2 separate regions of the Oryctolagus cuniculus genome follow, and region 2 is linked to region 1. A link is a contact called in public Micro-C data. All regions are on one chromosome and are shown on one strand. The core of a region is the stretch at or near the end of the contact, and the rest is flanking DNA. Distances in the headings are between cores, read along the strand shown. Region 1 holds the start of IGFBP3 (insulin like growth factor binding protein 3). Region 2 has its middle 350 kb from the start of TNS3.

The links. A called contact is a pair of places that touch in the nucleus more often than the background predicts.
Region 2: a contact with region 1 is called in a Micro-C map of ear pinna, with 14 times the contacts expected there. The contact joins the enhancer-like site here to the promoter of IGFBP3 in region 1. A contact is called at or near these places in 4 of 6 Hi-C or Micro-C datasets (ear pinna, psoas muscle, skin fibroblasts and 1 more).

Annotation. Positions count from the first base shown.
Region 1 is chr16:52,490,518-52,497,352 of mOryCun1.1, forward strand. It overlaps IGFBP3 (insulin like growth factor binding protein 3), which reads right to left and starts at 3,312. Exons shown (of 5, transcript XM_070059442.1): 1 at 2,772-3,312; 2 at 1-53. The coding sequence starts at 3,180.
Region 2 is chr16:52,943,912-52,951,015 of mOryCun1.1, forward strand. No RefSeq gene overlaps it. Among named protein-coding and RNA genes, the nearest start is that of TNS3, 350 kb to the right of the region's middle. Within about 2 kb of position 1,945, at least 2 of the 8 cell types and tissues checked have an H3K27ac peak or open chromatin away from gene starts, as enhancers often do. A contact at or near this core is called in ear pinna, where this site is marked.

The sequences.
Region 1 (6,835 bases), core at 2,062-4,561:
CTGGCCCTCCACGCCCCCTGCGCCACGCTCCTCCTCCGACTCACTGGTGTTCCCTGGAAGCGGGAGAGGGAGACTGAGGCAGGGCGTAGCTGACCGACAGCCCCGGATGGGGTTGAGGACCACCTCGAATTGGGGGGGCGGGGGGAGGGGGAACAGCTTGTCACCCTCCAGATAACCACGGTTGAAGGCAGCTCCCGCAATACCTCCAAATAGCCAGGAGGGGGAGTGGTGAATGTTCCCAGCACCAGGAAATGGTTAGCGGCCGAGGCCACAGAGGTGCCGGGGACCCCATCTGGTCATGAAATGCTGCACACCGCACCCCCAAAATGTGTACAGTCGTGATGTGTCACAATATTAAAAAATAAAAACTAGGTCTCATTTCAGGTGGTCAGATTTTTCCCACCGTTCTACTCTTTGTATTCAACTGGCGATCGTATTGGTTTGAAAATTTAGCACAGTTCTTGTGGTGTTAAGCCATGACACTGGCACAACTCCATACAACTCGCAGGGTGGCCTCCACCCAGCCACCAGCCCTGTGCAGCTGCCACTAACGCTTCCCCCAGCAGGCGGCGGCCGAGAGCCACGGAAGGCCATGGAGCGGCCAGAGAGTTGCAGGCAAGCCCGCGCGCGCGCGCGTGTGTGTGTGTGTGTGTGTGTGTGTGCTGCGCCCCGGGGCTGGGAGGAGGTCCTGTTCGCCGTGCACCGCAGGGTCTGGGCGTGACTGTACCCTCCTGCTAGTGGGACCGTCACCCACTTCTCCCCGCCGCGCGGCCCAGAACCGCGGCAGTGCCGGTGGCTTGGCTCTGAAACTGGGCGCACACAGGCTCCGCCCCTGCTGGGACACCTTGCCAGGACGCAGCCGCAGGACGCCCACCGAGCCTGCTGGCTCCTGGAGGGCAGGACGCCCCCTCCTGCAGGCCCCCTTCTCCTGCAAAGTCCGCGCTTGACCCAGATGCTGGCCGGGTCACGGTTCACCTGAGGCCTTCAGCGCACACCCAGATCCGCGGCCACTGGGTCCCTCTTCCAGGGTGAAGCCGTGGTGGCTGTGGGGTCCCCAGGGGCATCAAGGGCCACATCTAGGGGAGATGTCCCCGGGGAGGGTACACCCCACCCACTCCAGTCTGTGGGTGACTGTCCAGTGGAACAGTTTGCTGCCTCCTGGGAACACAGCAGACGCATGGCAGCCTGCCCGTGGGGGGACCTGCGTGGCCCTGGCTGCAGGCCATAAGGATTGAACGCCTGGTTCCCAGGGGCTGCAGGCCTCTGGGCTCTCCCAGCAGCACCCACCGAAACTCACCCGGGGGTCCCTGTCTCTCTGGGACCCGACTCCTCACTGGCAACACAGCCCCTGAGGTCCCCAGCACCCTTGCGCCTCGGGAAGCAGACGTTCCCACGGTCTGGTTTAGCACCAGAGCGGGTCTGTAATGGATTGGATTTGGTTCCAACTTTTGAATTTCTTTTCTTTTTTGAGGAAGTACTGGGACAAAGCAGATGCCAAGAATATGTAAATAAACACAGGTCCCAAGAGCCCCGAGTAATTTTTTTTTTTAAACTTCTTTGGTTAGAAATCAGTTGGATCTTTGCACATTCTCTTATGCAAACCCACCTCAACCTACATGGTGGAGCTACTAAAGCCGGTTAGAAACGGCACGGTCTACCAGCACTTCCGAGACCGGTTCTGAAGGCAGTAAAGTGCCCACACAGGGATGGAGACGGCCGGCCTTGCTCCGGCAGGAAGCAGCCTCCCCAGGATGGGGTCCCTGGCTACAGAGGTCAGACCGCCAGCCCTGGATGGGTTTGCCCACTGCCACCCAGCAGTTACTGGGGCTGGGACCAGGGCGGGGAGAAGCCCCCTCCCACCCCAGGGCGGGAGCTCAGTCCATCAAGTGAGGCTAGGAACGCGTGACCCTGAGGGGCTTGCCCACCAGGGACACAGGGAGCCGGCCGACGGGTCCCTGCTGGAGAGGGGCTGGCCTAGGGGGTGGGGAGCGCCCAGCGCCCCCACTTTGCCATTTGCGGAGCCGCCCACCGGGTGCAGAAGGGCAGCAGTCCCAGGACGGATTCCAGTTCGCCTTCCTGTCATTGAAATCTCTGTGCGCGACCGGGCGCCCCCGGGCACGCTCTGCGGTGCGCACAAGCGCAGGGCTGGGCGACACAGGTGAGGCGGCGCCGGGGGCATGTGGGGTTCCGAGCCACGCCCTGTGCTACCCGCGGCTGCTCATCCCTTTCTGAACTCCAGGGTTTGCAGGCGCGCCGACACCAAGACCCAAATCGCACTCCGGGGCGGGCCCCTGCTTCGCAAAGCACAGGTCTCGCAAATGTTCGTGTTCTCAGAGACTGGAGCCCCTTCCAGCACCGCGCCTAACCCCCGCCCCGGCCCCACCCTCAAGCATCCCCAGGTCGGGGACGCGCCCGCGGCTCACCGTGCGGAGCCCGCTCCACAGCGGCCCCGCGCCAGGCTCGGGGGCACCTCCCGTGTGCAGGGTCCCGCCCTTGCCGGCAACCTCGGTTCCCGCTACCCCAGCCCCGAAACCGCCTGCCCGTTTCACTGAGCGCGCTTTGCAACCCACGGACATTCTCACTCGGGGAACGGAGCGCGCGAAGCGCACGGACAGCTGCCGGGGGTCCGTGCGGGGCGCCTCCGCCTCTCCGGGCCTCAGTTTCACCGCTCCAATCCTCAGGGCAAAGAAGAGGACAGAATTTCCCGCGGCAGCACCCCCACATCCCGTCCAGGCTCGGCCCAGGAGGCGCACCTGGCGCGGGCGGCTCACCTGGCGCGGACGGCGCCGGCAGCAGGTAGGCGCGCAGACGGCCGGCGGCGCTGGCGTTGACGCAGGACCCGCGGCCGTGCAGCAGTGCCTGCAGCGGACGCACTTCGCCGGGCTGCGGCCGGCACAGGAGGCCGGAGCCGCAGCGCTCGGTGTAGACGCCGCACGGCTGGCCCTCGAGCAGCGCGCACGTCAGGCAGCAGCCGCAGCCCGGCTCGCGCACCAGCTCGGCGCACGGGGGCGAGGTGGGCGGAGGCGCGCATTGGGCCAGCGCACGCGCGTCGCACGGCTCGCAGCGCACCACGGGGCCCGCGCCCACCGAACCGGCGCCGGCCCGCGCCACCGGCGGCCCGCGGAGCAGCGCCAGCGCGGTCAACACCGCGGCCCAGAGCGCGGGGCGCGCCCGCTGCATGGCGCCCGCCGCGAGGGCCCGCTGCTCGGCCGGCCGGGGCGCACGGGGACGGGGCGACGGCACGCGGTGCGGAGCTGCGAGATCAGGGAAGGCCACGGCCGGCTCTCCGCGCTGAGTGGCCGCGCTCGCGTCTGGGCTGCCGGGCCGCGCCGGCCGCTATATACAAGCCGAGTGGCCGAGGACACGCCCCGGAACGGCGCGCCCAGGAGGGGGGCGGGCCGGTGCCGCACGGCTCGGGGGCCCGCGCCTCGCCCTGTGCCGCGTGGGCCGAGCGCGGGGGCGCGCGGCGCGCGACCGCCAGGACACCTGCTCCCCGCGCGCACGCCGGGCGTCCTGGCTGCGCTGCGGTGTCCGAGAGCGGCTGCGCCCCTGGCTCGCTCTCCGCCGCGGGCGCCCCGGGCCGCCCCAGCCGCTTCCTACCGATTCGGCGCCCTGACCTGGCCTGCGCAGCCGCCCCCTCTCCCCGCCGCGCCTCGCGCGAGGTCGCCCCGAGGCGGATTGGGACCGGGAAACCGGCCCGCCCCCCTCTCCTTGGTGTCTGCTTGCAGAGCTTTCTAAAATGTAATTCCCCGGGCAGGGCAAGCCGCGAGACCTGCAGGCGGGAGGACGGCCGTGCGCGCGCACTGGGGTTTCGCGGAGCCGAGTGCCCCTGGGTTGGGGGCGCAGCCCCGGGACCCTCTAATGCGCCCTGTGCAGGCCGGCCTCTGGCACCTGCCAGACCCTTGCTCCTTCAAGGCGGGTTCCCGTTAGCAGGGCGGGGCGTCGTGTTTTTGGAACACGTTTCCAGCGATTCACACCCACGAGAAAGCGCGACGGAGCCACACGGTGGGCACAGCCGAGCGCCACTGACCAGCTCGGCCGGGCACGGGGAACGTGCCCTGCGGGTTCTGAAGGTCACTTTGTAACCCGTCACTGCACGCTCCGTGGTGCGCTGGGGCGGAGGCGGGCTTCTCGCTGCTCCCTATCCCCCTCGCCCCGGGTCTCCTTCGGGAGTCGAGTCCTGGGGTCCCGTGGCTCCTCGGGCACGCGAGCCCCCGACGTGGCGCGCCCTTCCCTGAGTGACCGATAGAGGGCGCAAGTGACCCAGGATTGGATCGCCAGTGGCCCTGGTCCAGAGTGGCCGGGTGAGATGCTTGGCGGGAACCAGTGAGACCCCCGCGGGGGGAGACGCTCGCCCTGGGAGGGGGCAGTTGCCTGGCGCTGCGCCCCTCTTCCCGCACCCGTCTTCTTCCCCGCGGTCTCTTGCGTTTACTCACGCAGGGTTTATCCCCTTTTCAGGAGCGTAAATACGCACCCCCTCCCCCATTGAAAACGGGAAACACCAGTTTAGCTTCCCCATTTCTTACTCATAGCAAGTAAATAAGGAAAAAAAATGATAGTGCTTGGGCCGCTGCAAAGGAGAAGAAACCAAAGCCAAGGAGAGGGCCGCCTCTGGCCTCCGTTCCGGGCGCCACAGCTCGCGTGCGCGCGGGGCGCAGCTGCCCGGAGCCCCGCGGTGCCGGCTGGTCTCCGGCCTCCTGTGTCCCGCCTGCTCCTTGGAGCTGGGCAGTATCTTTTGGACACCCCAGAATAGGGTCTCTGGTGCCGCTGGACGCGAAAGGAAACAAAACATCCCTCAGAGTACACTTGCTCCTAAAATAGCCCCAGGGACCTTGGGCACAAGGTCAGGGCAGGGGCCGTGCGTCCCAGGACTCGGCATTCCCAGGGCTTCCTCTGCGGAGCTCGGTGGTCGCTGCGCGCTGGGGCGCTTCTGCCCCGCGCGATGACCGTGCAACTCTGAAGGAGACCCCCCCACCCCCCCAGGCTCCCCTCTGTGCCCCTTGCCTGAGCCCTGACCTGGCCTTGCGGTTTGGGCGGCAGGCGCGGGTTGTTCCGTGTGGAACTCCCAGGGGGCGCTGGAGACAACGCCAAAGCCGCTCACCCTGCGCCTGGCCACGGCCGCTTCTCCCTAGCGAGGCTTTGCGGGACTCTCAGGGCCTGTACTGCCTGGGCTCGCCCGGGGCCGCGCTGTGTTTCACACGTAGCCACTGTCACTCGCCGGAACCGCAGGGAGAAGCACCCGGGGTGCGGGGCTGCGGGAGGACGTGGGTGGGGTCAGGCTTCGTTCCCGGGCGTGCTGTTCACACAAAGCGGGGCGTTCTGCGGTGGCTTGGAGCGCCGCCCAGCGCTGTCCCACGCGTCGTGACCCCTGGGCTCAGAGGCCATAAGCCACTCACTTCTTTGAGGCTGCGCCACCGCTGACGGGCACCTTTCACCGCGTGGTGATGGCCTCTGCATCTCTCTGCTCAGGCCCAGAGGGCAGGCTGCCCGGGGCCTCCGAGGTCCCCTGGGGTGCAGGCTCACCGAGCACCTAGCACCGCTCCACTCAGAACACAGAGGGCCACACTCCCAGGGCCCCATGACGATGGGGACCCGATTTCCAGGGCTCCGTGGCACTCAGCAGAAAGCTTCCGTGTCTGCACTGGGGGGCTCTGATGGGGGTGGATTCCCGGGGCTCTGAGGGGAGGGGCATTTCCCTGGCCCAGCCTGCCTGTGGGGGGTCCCCAGCTCTGTACTAGGTGCCTGGCAATGCTTTAGAAACCATCAGTTGCCGACATGCGGCTGCTGACAGCACTGCAATGGCTGCCTCACCCACACACACACCTGCCCCTGTAGGGACTGAGACATGGCCGTCACCCACACACACACCTGGCCCTGTAGGGACAGAGACATGGCTGCTGTCACACACACACACACACCTGGCCCTGTAGGGACAGAGACATGGCTGCTGTCACACACACACACACACCTGGCCCTGTAGGGACTGAGACATGGCTGCTGTCACCCACACACACACACCTGCCCCTGTAGGGACAGAGACATGGCTGCTGTCACCCACACACACACACCTGGCCCTGTAGGGACAGAGACATGGCCGTCACCCACACACACACCTGCCCCTGTAGGGACAGAGACATGGCTGCCGTCACCCACGCACACACCTGGCCCTGTAGGGACAGAGACATGGCTGCTGTCACCCACACACACACACCTGGCCCTGTAGGGACTGAGACATGGCCGTCACCCACACACACACCTGCCCCTGTAGGGACAGAGACATGGCTGCTGTCACCCACACACACACCTGGCCCTGTAGGGACTGAGACATGGCTGCTGTCACCCACACACACACCTGGCCCTGTAGGGACAGAGACATGGCTGTCACCCACACACTCACCTGCCCCTGTAGGGACAGAGACATGGCCGTCACCCACACACACACCTGCCCCTGTAGGGACAGAGACATGGCCGTCACCCACACACACACCTGGCCCTGTAGGGACAGAGACATGGCTGTCACCCACACACACACCTGCCCCTGTAGGGACAGAGACATGGCTGTCACCCACACACACACCTGGCCCTGTAGGGACAGAGACATGGCTGCTGTCACCCACACACACAACTGCCCCTGTAGGGACAGAGACATGGCTGTCACCCACACACACACCTGGCCCTGTAGGGACAGAGACATGGCTGCTGTCACACACACACACACACCTGGCCCTGTAGGGACAGAGACATGGCTGCTGTCACCCACACACACACCTGCCCCTGTAGGGACAGAGACATGGCTGCTGTCACCCACACACACACCCGCCCCTGTAGGGACAGA
Region 2 (7,104 bases), core at 695-3,194, 450 kb after region 1:
TAATGCGAGGGAGGAGTACCTCCGTGGGGTCAGACTGCCTCCTGCACGTCCCCTGCCCTCGCGCTGTCTCCGCGGTGAGAACACGCGGCTTCTCCCTGGTCTACGCACCGGCTGCCTGCCGCCTGCCCTGCGGATCCACCAAGGGATCCACGAAGGTAGTCTGAGGCCACCGGACAACGGGGCGCCCTGTGCCGCGGCTGCTCCGGATGCTGGCTCCCGGACAGCTGCTGCAGGACGCTCGCAGCACAAGCTCCCAGCTGCCCTGTGTGCAGCAGGAAGTGTCTGTCCCCGAGCGTCCTCCTGAGACTTTGCACACAGAAGCTTGTCACATGCAGAAGCTGGTATCTCGGGCTGGCAGGGGAACCCCACAAGGATCCCCGGTCACCCTCCACGGTCCTCGGGGCACAAGAAATGTCCTCGCACATGACCCTGTGTCTCCCACAAAGGAGGAGCCTCACGGAGCGGAGGTGCAGGGAGAGAGGCAGGCAGTGCAGGCCTGAGCGAAGAAGACCTGCGGAGCGCAGACAATGCACTGGCCCCCGGTGACCGAGGAAGCTGGCCCAGCAATGGGCGCCTACTGATTGCCAGCTGAACGTCACCTGCTGAATACACAGCACAGGACCCTGCGGCCACGTGGCTCACTCGAAGCCAGCGCTGGACTCTGCTCCAGCCATCCGTCTGCGCCGTGCTCGCCTTCCCTGCCCTCCACACCCAGGAGCAAAGGGCCTTCAGAGAGTTCTCAGTGCTGGGCCCTGCTACTTCCACATTTACTTACTTTAAGGCCAAGCAGCATAGGATGGGGGGGAGGGGGAGGGGGAGGGGAGGGGGAGGGGGAGGGGAGGGGGAGAGGAGGGGGAGGGGAGGGGGAAGGGAAGGGGGAGGGAGAGGGGGAGGGGAGGGGGAGGGGAGGGAGAAGGGAGGGGGAGGGGAGGGGGAAGGGAAGGGGGAGGGAGAGGTCTCCCATCTGCTGGCTCACTCCCCAACTGGCAGGGGCTGGGCCAGGCTGAAACCAGGAGCCAGGACCCCCATCTGGGTCTCCCACGTGGGTGGCCTGGACAGAAGCACTCGGGCCACCTTCCACTGCCTTCCCGGTGCACTAACAGGGAGCCGGCTGGAAGCAGTTCTGAGCTCCAGTAAACCTTAACCCACCGTGTCCTCCTTCCACATTTCTGACCACTCACCCACATATATGCCGTAACACATGACAGCACCAAACAGAAGACTGGCCTGTCGCTGACATAAGAGCTCCACAATGACTCTTGAACTGAAATTGAGTTTACAGCAGGGGTTTTGTAAAGTTGTTGAAATCTTTCCCTATCGTGGAAGTTCAAGAGCAAAGTTTAAAGAAAAATCAGTGTTGACTGCAGTTGCTCCAGCTGTTTCAGGACTCCTCTGTGTTTGCTGGAACGGCTGTGACTTTAAAGGACTTTCTCATCAACTCTGAATTGTTTCAAAGCCTGGGAACCCAGCAAACAAGATCACCATGCCCTTACTCAATCCCCGACCCTTCTCATTGTTTACTTAGGCCGAAAATATCTCTGCTTTTCCACAAAGAAACCAGCCTGTGCGTGGGCGAGCCTTGAAAGAGGGCACTGAGCCCTCACAGGAAGCAGCCAGGGCGGCGGAGCGCCACCGGCCCCGCCGTGGGACCGGCACACGGACGCAGGGCCGCGGCCGCGGTTCTGGAGCTGCCTCAGACTCACGGCGTGGGGCGGCGAGGCCAGCAGCCCTCTGCCTCGGGCTTCCACGTTTTCCTTTCAGAAGCAGCCACACAGGGGTGCCTTCCTATGAGGGAAGGAAGCGGGACTCTGATCGGAAGAAACAGCAAAACACCGCAGAGGCAGGAGACGGAAAGCCTAACTTAGCCCTGCTCCAGCCGTTTCGCGGGGTCAGTGCGATGACGAGAAGTGCTTTGTTGAGCGTGGGCTGTGGCATTTCGGGTAAATGGGAACTGTGGCCCAGACGAAGGAGCCGTTTCCAGGACAAGGCTCTGGTAGCAGCAACAAGGAGCGGACTGCACCAAGGCAGAGGAGAGCCAACCCAGCCCAATGCAACATTTTTCTGCCCAAGACTGAATATGATTGGGTGTTACAGGACCCGAGGAGCCAACCGAGGGGACAAGTGACTTTCCACAACTTCAGTCAACTACGGAAGCGTTAGGGGTTCACCAGCGGGAGACGGGGAGCTGTCCCCAGGAGCCGCGTACTCCACCCACAGCAGCTGCCGGCGTCCGCTGCTCGGAGCGTGCAGGGCTGTGGCTGTGGCGTAGCGACAGTGTCTCCTGAGCCCCGAGCTGTGTGACCTTCCTCAGCAGGGCTACATGGTCTCTCTGGGATGCTTCTTGTTCACGTAGACGAGGACGGAGTGAGGACCATACAGCAGTCACAAACAGGATTTGCGTGATGGTTAGACACGCTTGTAAGTAACTGGAAATCCGTACAGGTCGGCTTTCTGACTGTGGAAACAGTGGCCGATGGGTTCCACTGGGCTGGGGGGCATGGCAGTCATCTAAATCAGGTCTAAATCCGCCTGAAGGGGGTCTCCAGGCGGGAGACCGGCGCAGCTCCTGGAGGTCAAGCCCTTCCAGCTGTGCACATGGAAACACAAGGGCGGACCACGCAGCCTCAAAATCCCAGCAGTCACTGCACAGAAGGAAAAGACGAGGGCATCTGGCTCAAGGAACGGATGACTTAAAAAGGGGGCAGGAGGGGTCCCGGGGCGTGGAGGCTCTGGAATCTGGCTGGGAAAATGGCAGCTCTCCACTAGGCTCTGAGCCCTCGGTGATCTCCCGGCCCCCTCTGTCCCCTGGGCTCGCGCTCGGCCTCTGAGCCGTCCTCCCCTTCCTGGAGGCAGCACGCGTCTCTGTGCACCTCTGTGTCCACCAGCCTGCTGCCTGCCTGGGGTCGAGAGGGGCCCTCCCGCCCTCCCACCTGCTCGCTGCCCCTCGCAGCCCGAGCGGGCTGCTTCTCACGAGACCACTTTCTGAGGAACGTTGTGGGTCTTCCACGGACTCTGCTCCACTGTACAGGAGCCCCGCCCCTGGTTCGGTGTCTGGTGCTTACCCGAGTCACCGGGACACAAGACCCTTAAACTCCCTGGGCTATCGCAGCCGAAATCCCTGAAACTGTCTTTGGGTGAGTGAAGGTGGTCGTCGTGTGGTCACTCTGAAGACCAGCAAAGGTGTCCCCTCGCACACACCAAGCCAGATGCCTCTCACTTGTGGGAGCCTTCGCCAGGCAATAAGGCAAAAAGCATTCTCAAAGCCGTGCAGTTGGGGCCAGTGCTGTGGCGCAGCAGGTTAACACCCTGGCCTTAGGCCGGCGCCGCGGCTCACTAGGCTAATCCTCTGCCTTGCGGTGCCGGCACACCGGGTTCTAGTCCCGGTCGGGGCACCGGATTCTGTCCCAGTTGCCCCTCTTCCAGTCCAGCTCTCTGCTGTGGCCAGGGAGTGCAGTGGAGGATGGCCCAAGTGCTTGGGCCCTGCACCCCATGGGAGACCAGGATAAGCACCTGGCTCCTGCTATCGGATCAGCGTGGTGCGCTGGCCGCAGAGCGCCGGCCTTGGCAGCCATTGGAAGGTGAACCAATGGCAAAAGAAGACCTTTCTCTGTGTCTCTCTCACTGTCCACTCTGCCTGTCGGAAAAAACAAACAAACAAACAAACAAACAAACAAAAAACACCACAACCCTGGCCTGAAGCGCCGGCATTCCATATGGGTGCTGGTTCCAATCCAGCTCTCTGCTGTGGCCTGGGAAAGCAGAAGATGGCCCAAGTCCTTGGGGCCCTGCACCCACGTGGGAGACCCAGAAGAAGCTCCTGGTTCCTAGCTTCGGATTGGAGCAGCTCCAGCCATTGTGGCCATCTGGGGAGTGAACCAGCAGCTGGAAGACCTCTCTCTCTCTCTGTCTCTCTGCCTCTCTCTATAACTCTTTCAAATAAATAAAATAAACCTAAAAAAAAAAAAAAGCCGTGTGGTTGCAATTCCTCCTTGCTTCACAGTCCTCTCCGTCTGTCTCTCCCTGGCGTTCCCCATAGGCAGCAAACACGCAAACCACAGGCAGCCTCGTCAACACTTGTTGGCCATCTCTGTCTCAACTCACTGCTCAAGGCACTGCTGGTCACACGACTCAGGAAATAAGCTGCAATCCGCTGCTGCCAGTGATGCCCCCTCCTGTGCCCAAAACCACGACCCCACCTCCTCCTGTGTGCAGTGATGCACCCACCTCCTCCTGTGCCCAAAAACACGACCCCACCTCCTCCTGTGCCCAAAAACATGACCCCACCTCCTCCTGTGTCCAGTGACACCCCCACCTCCTCCTGTGTCCAGTGATGCACCCCCACCTCCTCCTGTGTCCAGTGACACCCCACCTCCTCCTGTGTCCAGTGACACCCCACCTCCTCCTGTGTCCAGTGACACCCCACCTCCTCCTGTGTCCAGTGACACCCCCACCTCCTCCTGTGTCCAGTGACACCCCACCTCCTCCTGTGTCCAGTGACACCCCACCTCCTCCTGTGTCCAGTGACGCACCCCCATCTCTTCCTGTGTCCAGTGACGCACATCTGAACTCCTTTTGCACCCGCGGTGTCCACCTGACTTTCTCTGGACCTCATGCTGCTGCCGTCGAGGTCCAGGCTCCCACCCCAGTCCATTCCCAACCGCCTGGGCTCTGTCCGCCTCAGCCCTCGCCCCTGGTTCGGTTCCAAAGCCACTCACACATTTCGAGTCCCACAGGTCCAGGTGCAGGTGCAGCTCTGCCTGCTGCATGAGTCGCCTCAGACTCCCTGCCCGACAGCGACTCCGTCTGCAGCCCAGAGGGCCCCGTGCAGCACAGCTGGGCCACGCTGTGGGTCCCAGAGGCTGGGGTGGAGACGCCACACGGGGCTCATCTGAAGCCTGGTCGCTCGTGAGCTACTTCTCACTACTGGCAGGATCCGTTCCCAATCACAAATGCACAGCCACAGACACCTACGCACCTGAACATTGAGAAAACTCCTATCACACAACTCGTGGGTGAAAGAATAGAGACAAAACTCAAAGAAAAAAGGACAATGAACACACTACCTATCTGAAGATGGAGGATTCATCTGAAGTGGTAATGAAAACAAACAATAAATGCATTTATCAATAAAAATTAAAGAATGAAAATAAGTGAATGAGGGGCCAGTGCTGTTGTGTAGTGGGTAAAGCTGCTGCCTGCAGTGCCGGCATCCCACATGGGCACCGGTTCAAGACCCGGATGCTCCACTTCCAATCCAGCTCCCTGCTGTGGCCTGGGAAAGCAGTAGAAGATGGCCCAAGGCCTTGGAACCCTGCACCACATGGGAGACCAGGAAGAACTCCTGGCTTCAGATGGGCCCAGTTCCAGCCGTTTTGGCCATTTGGGGAGTGAACCAGTGGATGGAAAACCTGTCTCTCTTTCCACCTCTGCATCTCTAACTCTGCCTTTCAAATAAATAAATAAATCTTTTAAAAAAAAATAGTGAATGAACTTTCTACCTCAAAAATAAAAGTAGAAAAAGAATAGCAAAGTAACCCAAAAGAAAGCTGTATAGAGGAAATGATTAAGAAGCAGAAATTAATTAGACAGAATTACAAATAGCAAGGACCAATAACCAAACTTACGCTTTTCTAATTAACAAAAGAGACATAGAACTAACTAGCTTAATTTGGAAGAAAAGGGAGAAATCACAAACTTAAATAAGAAATGATGTAGGAAAAACGATCATTGAACAAGCAGAATCAAATCTGTATGTAAAACAAGAGCACTCTGCAAACATTTGTAGAAATAAATTTGAAAACCCACATGAGACGGACATCGTTCTAGGGATGCAGGAATTACCAAAATCGTGCCAGCAGAGTGAGAAAGCATTGGCTGGGGAGGCGGAGGAAGGTGTTAAAGAACTCCTGGCGGGGCTGGCACTGAGGGGCAGTGGGCCAAGTCGCAATCCAGCTGCTCCACTTCTCATGGAGCTTCCTGCCAATGCGCCTAGGAAGACACCAAACGATGGCCCAAGTGCTCCTGCCACCCGTGCAGGGGACCCGGAGGCAGCTCCTGGCTCCAGACATCTGGCCCAGCCCTGGCCGCTGTGGCGAACTGGGGAGTGAACCAGCAGATGGAAGACCTCGCTCCCTCCCTCTCTCTCCCTCTCTCCCTTTCTCCCCATCTCTCCCTCTCTTCCTGTAACTCACCTTTCAAATAAATATATCTGTAAAAAGAAAGAGGGAGAGAGAGAGGGAGGGAGAGAGAGAGAGAGAAGAAGAAGAAGGAGGAGGAGAAGGAGGAGGAGGGGGGGGGGAGGAGAAGGAGGAGGAGGAGGAGGGAGGGAGGGAGGGAACCAGCATTGACAAAATTCTATGACCAGTGGTTTCAAGAGAATTTCAGGGGCCAGGGAGCCCGGTGTTCCAGACTCTCCCAGAACACTGAGAGACTTCCTGATCCTCAAGGAAGCGTGTGCAGCACGGACGCCTCAGCCAGGAAAAGACCCTGCAGTGACAGAACATCACAGGCAAACCGGGGCAATGCTCTGAGTGTCACCCATAAAGGCCCAGCACCCCTAATCTGTAAACAGCTCTTACAGGAAAAGTACAAAATGTGTGTAGAAAAACTTGGAGAAAGATACAAACAAATAATTCACAATTAAGAGACAGAAGTGACTCTTAGCTACGTGAAAGAATGTTCTCAATTGTGATCAGGGCTGGCGTTGCGGCGCCAGAGTTAAGCCACCACCTGCGACGCCCACAATCCCATCCTGGGGCTCCCTAAAGACTCGGCTGCTTCGCTTCCAAGCCAGCTTCCTGCGGGTGCACCTGGGAAGGCAGTGGAGGACGGCCCAGGTGCTCGGTCCCCTCGCCACTGCATCCAAGCCCCGGACGGAGCTCCTGGTTCCTGACTTCGGCCTGTCCACTGCATGGCTCTTACAACCATTTGGGGGTTACCCAGTGAGTGGAAGACCTTTCTCTGTCTGTTTCCCTCTCTCTGTCTCTCTCTCTGTGTCTCCCTCAAACACATACACTCTCACTCTCACTCTGCTTTTCAAATAAATAAATAAATATTTTAAAAGATCTTGTGATTAAATTCCACTCAAATAACACTGACAAAAAG